2 separate regions of the Capsicum annuum genome follow, and region 2 is linked to region 1. The links are chromatin contacts, called in public Hi-C maps. All regions are on one chromosome and are shown on one strand. The core of a region is the stretch at or near the end of the contact, and the rest is flanking DNA. Distances in the headings are between cores, read along the strand shown. Region 1 holds the start of LOC107860220. Region 2 overlaps LOC124896083 (a long non-coding RNA gene).

Region 1 (3,326 bases), core at 580-3,079:
TTATTTCACCTGATAAGCATAACGCTCGAGTTGTATCACTAATAGCTAAATCTGCTTCTCCTAAAACTAAATTACATTGAGCTCTATTGCTATAAAGAACAATCCTTTCTTTTCTTAATTTTAGTGGACACAAATCTAAAGCCTTTGTGTACTCTTTAACAGCTGCTTCAATCTCAGTTGACCAAAATTTCTTGTTTCCCTCACTTTTTAAAATGGAACCCAAAAGCTCCATTTCCTTCACTTCTCGTTCGGACATGATTTTATCCCTCTTCCGTTTTTCCACCTTTAAGTCCCAAATCTCTTCGATTGCTTTTTGTGATCCTTCTTCGTAGAACCTCGGAAAACCATATTTGATTTTAGCATAATCTTGCAAGAGTACTTGTGTTATCATGTCACCCACTTTTCGTCTTCCTTTGATAGTTCTAAGCTCTACTAAATCAGCAAGAAAAGGAGCAGCAATATTTGTCACTGTGTTCCTTGTTTTTGGATCCTTGAGAAGTGACAAAAGACTTTCAATTGCCACGTATTGCCTTTCGTCTGATGACCTCGATAAGTTGCAGATATTGACTACAACTTCTTTGAATTGAGCTATGTTTTTTCGGCCATCTTCACTGTCACAGAGACTTCTGATTAGGCCAATGCCGGAGAAAGAAGTTTGGTTCTGTAATCCACCCCATATATCACACAAATTCTTGAGAAATTCTTCTTTGCATATCAAGTTTATGCTTCGTTTCTTTCTAACGAAGCAATTGAGAAGGTAGAGAGACCAACATTGCATTTGGCAAGCCCAAGACTCTGCTTTTTTATTCCCCATTTCCAATTCTCCGAGTCCTTTTGTCATCAAATAGCAATGATATTCGACTCTGTCTTCACTTTTCTTGCCCACAAACTCACTACAGATTGTATAAATGCATTTGGAAGCTATGTCCATGGTCAGTTTTATAATCTCCAGTTCATGGACCTTAATGTCTTCAAATGTCCTTCTATGTCGCGCAATGTGGCCAAGTGCTCTAACCGCCACTCTTTGCTCGACCCAAGTTATCTTACCTCTTAATAACTCTATTAGTGGCGAAATCACGCCTGATTTAACAGCCAAAACAGAGAATCTAGCTTTGTTCATGGTGTAGGAGCCAATAACGTGAGCTGCATAATAAGGAACATACACGTTTTTGCCTCTTGAAAGCCATTTTTGGTCACGGGTGCACCTGCTGAGAAGTTTAGCCATGCAATTAAAGACACCGAGGGACGGGAATTCAGGATCATCAGGTTGAGCCAGAGCAATATTCCAAAGGCATCTTAAGGTGGGAACAAGTTCCATATCTTCTATGAGATGCAAATCTTTGAAGCGTTGAGCTATTAATATTTTTCGTAGTGATGGATCTTTATCTTCCATGGTACTGCACAACAAGCAACTACGACCAGTACTGGTGCATTTCATGTTGATGAAATGCACGGCAGAGTTTCTGTTGGCTGTTTTCTTGGAGCTCTCTAAGTAGTCAGAGAATGTTCTTGATGGAATTTCTATGGCAGGTTGTAGAGGTACTATTAGTTTTAGGGGACTGGCCTGGGGTGGCAGGTAGGGGTTCATTTTCAGAAGTTAACTCTTAGTCAGCAAAGTGTTTTGTCGTTATTCATATTGGTCCATCTTACTAAATATCAAGTTGTAAACCCCATCCCCCACCCCACAACCCCCACACCCAGAGAAAGAAAAAGGAAGTACTTTGACAAACGTGTGGGCTAAATCATGAGTCCAGTTGGTCCAACTCTGACCAGAAGTTCGAGTTGTAGATAGACAAAAATAGGGGATGAAGGAATAAAATGGAACGATTGTACCATTGGATAAAAGTACCTATAAGAGAGATCCCCACTAAAAGTACCTATAGGCACGACCATGGAAGCAACGAAAAATGTATTGAGTATGAATGACCAACTTTTTCTTTTTTGTTAATGAACTCTCCCATCACGGTCAATATAGTTGATTGGGAAGGAGAACTGGAGAAGGCTGGGATTGAAACCTCACGTTTGGTTTTTCTTCAAACTCCGATGCGCTCTTACCTCACCGTTACAAATGGAATCACAATTCATTGAGTTCGAAAAGTTCAATTAAATTTTAGCACAAACTAGCCCCATAGTTTGGAACACATTTTACTTAGAAGATCCATGTACTATTCATGACTCGAAACCAGACTTGCAAACTCTTTATTTCATTTCCGTTCTTCAATTCCTTCTTCTGGAGTACTAGTGAGACATCTTAGATTCGGAATCATTAATTTGACGGTATGCTCTGTCAATTATTCTTCTTTTTTTCACTGGGCAATAGGTCAGCAAAGCATGAGTGGTAGAATTTATGATAGCAGGGTTATGATATTAAGCATATAAAGCCCTAGCAGAGGCTCCAAGGCATTACCTTTTTTTTTTATAACCACAAAATGTAGCAGCCTCGTGGTGTCCAGATTTAACTTGAAAAGCAAAGAAAGCAGTAGTTTAGTTTATTTAATGAAACACAAGTACAAATGGGGTTGGTCTCAAGAAAATGCGGCTAACCTATGAAATGAGTTGAATTAAAGTATCTTTTTGAGTTGAACTCAGTTCAACTGAAGGGGCATTGCTTTTGATGCCAAAAATAATCATAACAAATCTGGGTGGGATATAATAATACTAACATGCTTAGTTCAGGTTTCAACATGTGTCTTTACGTCTGTATTAATTAAGCATTGCCTCCCTTCTAATTTATTAATACTTATCTTAATTACTACTCGTTGGATAGTTGAATACACTGGGTTTGTTGTTGGATAGTTGAATAGCAGTAATACTCTTTTCTTATAATTTTCTCAAGTACTGTTTAAATATTTTAAATCAATAATAATCTGTCAATCACTATTAATTGAATAGGATTCACATCAAACATTAGTTAGTTTGACCCTCGTACATGTTTCTTCCTTACTAGGTAATGTATTTTTTAGAAAAGATCTTTCTGTTCTAATTTTTAAGACATTATTTTTACATTGCTAACTTTACTTTTCTTTGCTTCTTTAAGTCCTTTTATATGTCTAGTAGGGTGGAATAAGTTGGAAAGAAATTCCAGTCATACTAATAACAAGTAACAGGTGAACAGTTAGAAACCAAAAAAAGAGGAAATGGATTGGAAGTCCAACTTCTACTATCCCACAAATGATTTAGAACTTTGAAACTCTCTCTTGTATTATTGGTCTTTATCATTGGGCCCAAGCCCAAAGATTCTATTGGCCTGAACAACGTCAAGATGAGGGACAAGTTTAGATATACATATCTTATAAGTCTAGTCTGGAATAGAAAGAGACGAACTA
Region 2 (3,272 bases), core at 334-2,833, 47 kb after region 1:
TCACCAATACAAAAACCAAACGAAAGTTTAAGTATTTCAAAATGCGAAAAAAGTATAAAGATAAGGCTGAAGGAGGTTTTAGAAGTCTCTAAAGCCAATAGCATAGCTACCTCAAATTTCCAATGATGTTAACAAGGAAGAAACCACAAGAATCAATGCCCAGAGATCGTCAGATCTGCACCTGTACGTAAGGTGTATAAAAAGTAAGAGTGAGTAGGGAACCACGTGTACTAAGCCAGCATCGTCGACCAATCCTAATTCAAAGTGGTGACAAGAAACACCACGTTAACCATCTAAAAATAATCATACAACCTGCACTCAGGAAAGCCACCATATTCTATCTGAATAATCAAGTCTAACAGACATAACGATATCATAACATAGTCCAAGAAGTCCTCAATACAATGAAACAAGTAACACATATACAATAAGTACAAGGTCAATAAATACACCTTAACCAATCTGAACCAAAATGAATCAATGCAGTGTGATGCAATGCATATGATGTGTACATATCTACCGAACAATTGCTTCAAGGTCAGAACCCATGGGGGACTCACAAGATCCATGTACTATGCAAGCGTGCACTTCGATCTCAATAAATATATTGTGTAGGCGTGCACTCCGATCTCAATAAATATATTGTGCAGGAGTGCACTCCAATCCTTGCATGACGTGTATGCGTGCAACTCCGATCCCAAAGCAACAATGATGTTAATCATAGAATTTTAAGTCTTATGTCGAATAAACATCAATTCCAAAATCAACTCAACTTATCAAGTGAGAGTATTTTTATTAGCTAGCTTTTTCAACAAATTCATTTACCATAGCAAATCAGTCCACCGGGCTAGCAAATAGGGAAAAACAGTTCAAAACATACAATTAACTTATTTTATCTCCTCAAATAATACGGGTACCCGCATGATGCTTGTCACAATCACTTATACGGGACCCCCAATTTTCATTACTTCCATTAAACATAACTAACAAATAAGCACTTTGAAAAAGAGCCTAGAGAAAGTCTCAACTTGCCTCAAATTACCACCCAAGCATCAATTTATAAGCTTGCCTTTTCGTAGAGTCTTCGAACTGTCAAAATCTGTTTCAAATACATAATTTCCATAAAATACGAATCTAATAACATCCATTTTATAAATTCTTGCTCTAAAAACCTAGGCCAATAACTTAATTTATATCTATAATCTATAATATATTAAAAGTGTGAAGGGTCTTAGAAATATTGTTTGAATTTTTGTTTTAAATAAAATTATTTTTCACTATTTTTTCTAATATTTAAGATTTAACAATTAATTAAATAAATTTATAGTAAAATCTCTTCTTATTAGAAGTCATCAAAATTAATGATAATTAATATTTTTTAAAATACTTTAAGAATTTTAAAATAGTAAATTTTAATTTTAAAAAAATTAAAAATAAATAAAATTATTCAATTTTAAATAATTAAATATTGCACATAAGATTAAACCAAAGTATCAAAAGTGGTAACATTCCATAGGAAAACTTCTATTTGAAAGTAACCAACAGTGGCGTGCGCCACTTTCAATTCACCGAAACATGATTTTCATGCCAATTTCACACACAAGAAAAAACAAAATTACTGTAAATATTGGTGAAAGTCAACTTTGTCAATAAAGGTTAATAATAATAAAATAATGCTAATGTACCATTTACAAAATAATTGTTAAACGGACCACAGACCCACTTTCTTTTTCATTGCACCAATTGAACTTGAACACTACCTTTTCCATTTTTTTCTTTCAAGCTAATCAGGCGTACATGTTTTGGACGTGATACAATTATTTAGATTTATTAATTATATAAGGTTATATTTATTTATGATAAGCTGAGTATAATTCTCAATATTTGCTAATTATTTTTTATGAATTGAATAAAAAAATTTTATGGACAATTGTATCTTGCTTTTGAAGTTATCAATAAAATATTTTAAATACTGAAAGTTAAAATTATTGATAAAGTTAAAAATGAAGATTGTGGTATCAATTAAGTTCAAATTATTTTTTTAAAAAAACTTTTTTGATTATTGAGAGTTAAATTCTTAGGCATAAACTAAATATAAAGAACTAATAGATTTTCGAGGTTTATTTTGATGAATTTAATTTTTTTCTTTAATTAAATTAAAACAAGCATAAATTATCATATTGACTAAATTAACTTCTTGCCACGTGAAATTATGAATAAAATTAAGACTTCATAAATATCTAAGGAAATACATATCTATTTATAGTTATATAATATATGTTTATAAACTCATAAAAATATTAATGTTTTTCAATTTATGATCTTTGTGAGTTATAATTATTTTATATATTTAATCATATTATTATATAAAATATTAATTTACTTGAGTTTGGGTCCGGACTTAGCACGACCTTATTAAACTAGTAACTATATATAAGAGAAAATCTTATATTTTGATATTCTTCACAGATTTTTTGGTGCAATTAGATTGCCACACATATCTATTGTCTTTTCCATACATATCATCACATTTTTTTGGTAACTAACATGATTTTATCAATCACCAAAGTAATAATTATAGATCAAAACATAACTTACAAACTCAGCTGGCTATACTCAAAGAAAAAGGAAAGACAAGGATCCTAATCAACCAATTAGAAGAAAACAAAGGACCACTCGAGGCAATAGTCAAGCTAGCCAAAAATGAAAATTATGCAGAAGAGTACTGATTGTTGGTTTATCTCTAGTAATGTAGGTGTGGGCTAATTCTTTTGCAAGGCTGTCACATGTCCTCTGTTTTTCCTCAAATATTCTTCGGTTTCTTTCAATCCAGAGAGAGTGTACACATTTAACAAAGACAAGTTTGAAGATTATATTCTTGCTTCTTGAGATTTTCCTTTAGCATTCTTTACGACCCACGTTGTATAGTCCTCCCATGTACTTATAGTGATTGCATCTTTATGTATCTAGCGAAGCACCCGAGTCCAGAGGGTCTTGCAAAAGGGCAAGAAAGGAAAAGATGATCCTTAGTTTCATCTTGCATTAGACATAGAACATAAGTAGGAGAAATTTTGAGACTCCATTTAAGAAGTCTGTCCATAGTTAGTAATATCCCATGAAAATGAAGCCACATAGTAAATTTTGCCTTGATCGTGCATCATACTCAAACATCAAGCATTTCCAAGGCGTAGATGGTTCAACAGGAAGGAGAGCATGGTAGAAATGTTTGATGAGGTTATGAGAGAAAGTTGAAACCTGACAAACTAAAGCAA

What was found. A called contact is a pair of places that touch in the nucleus more often than the background predicts.
Region 2: a contact with region 1 is called in a Hi-C map of leaf, with 1.9 times the contacts expected there. The contact joins the enhancer-like site here to the promoter of LOC107860220 in region 1. A contact is called at or near these places in 2 of 5 Hi-C or Micro-C datasets (bud and leaf).

Annotation. Positions count from the first base shown.
Region 1 is chr2:144,724,412-144,727,737 of UCD10Xv1.1, forward strand. LOC107860220 reads right to left here and starts at 1,830. Exons shown (of 2, transcript XM_016705495.2): 1 at 1-1,830. The coding sequence starts at 1,588.
Region 2 is chr2:144,771,713-144,774,984 of UCD10Xv1.1, forward strand. It overlaps LOC124896083 (a long non-coding RNA gene), which reads right to left. Exons shown (of 2, transcript XR_007052511.1): 2 at 2,683-3,272. Among protein-coding and RNA genes, the nearest start is that of LOC124896083, 5.2 kb to the right of the region's middle. Within about 2 kb of position 1,584, at least 2 of the 5 cell types and tissues checked have an H3K27ac peak or open chromatin away from gene starts, as enhancers often do. A contact at or near this core is called in leaf, where this site is marked.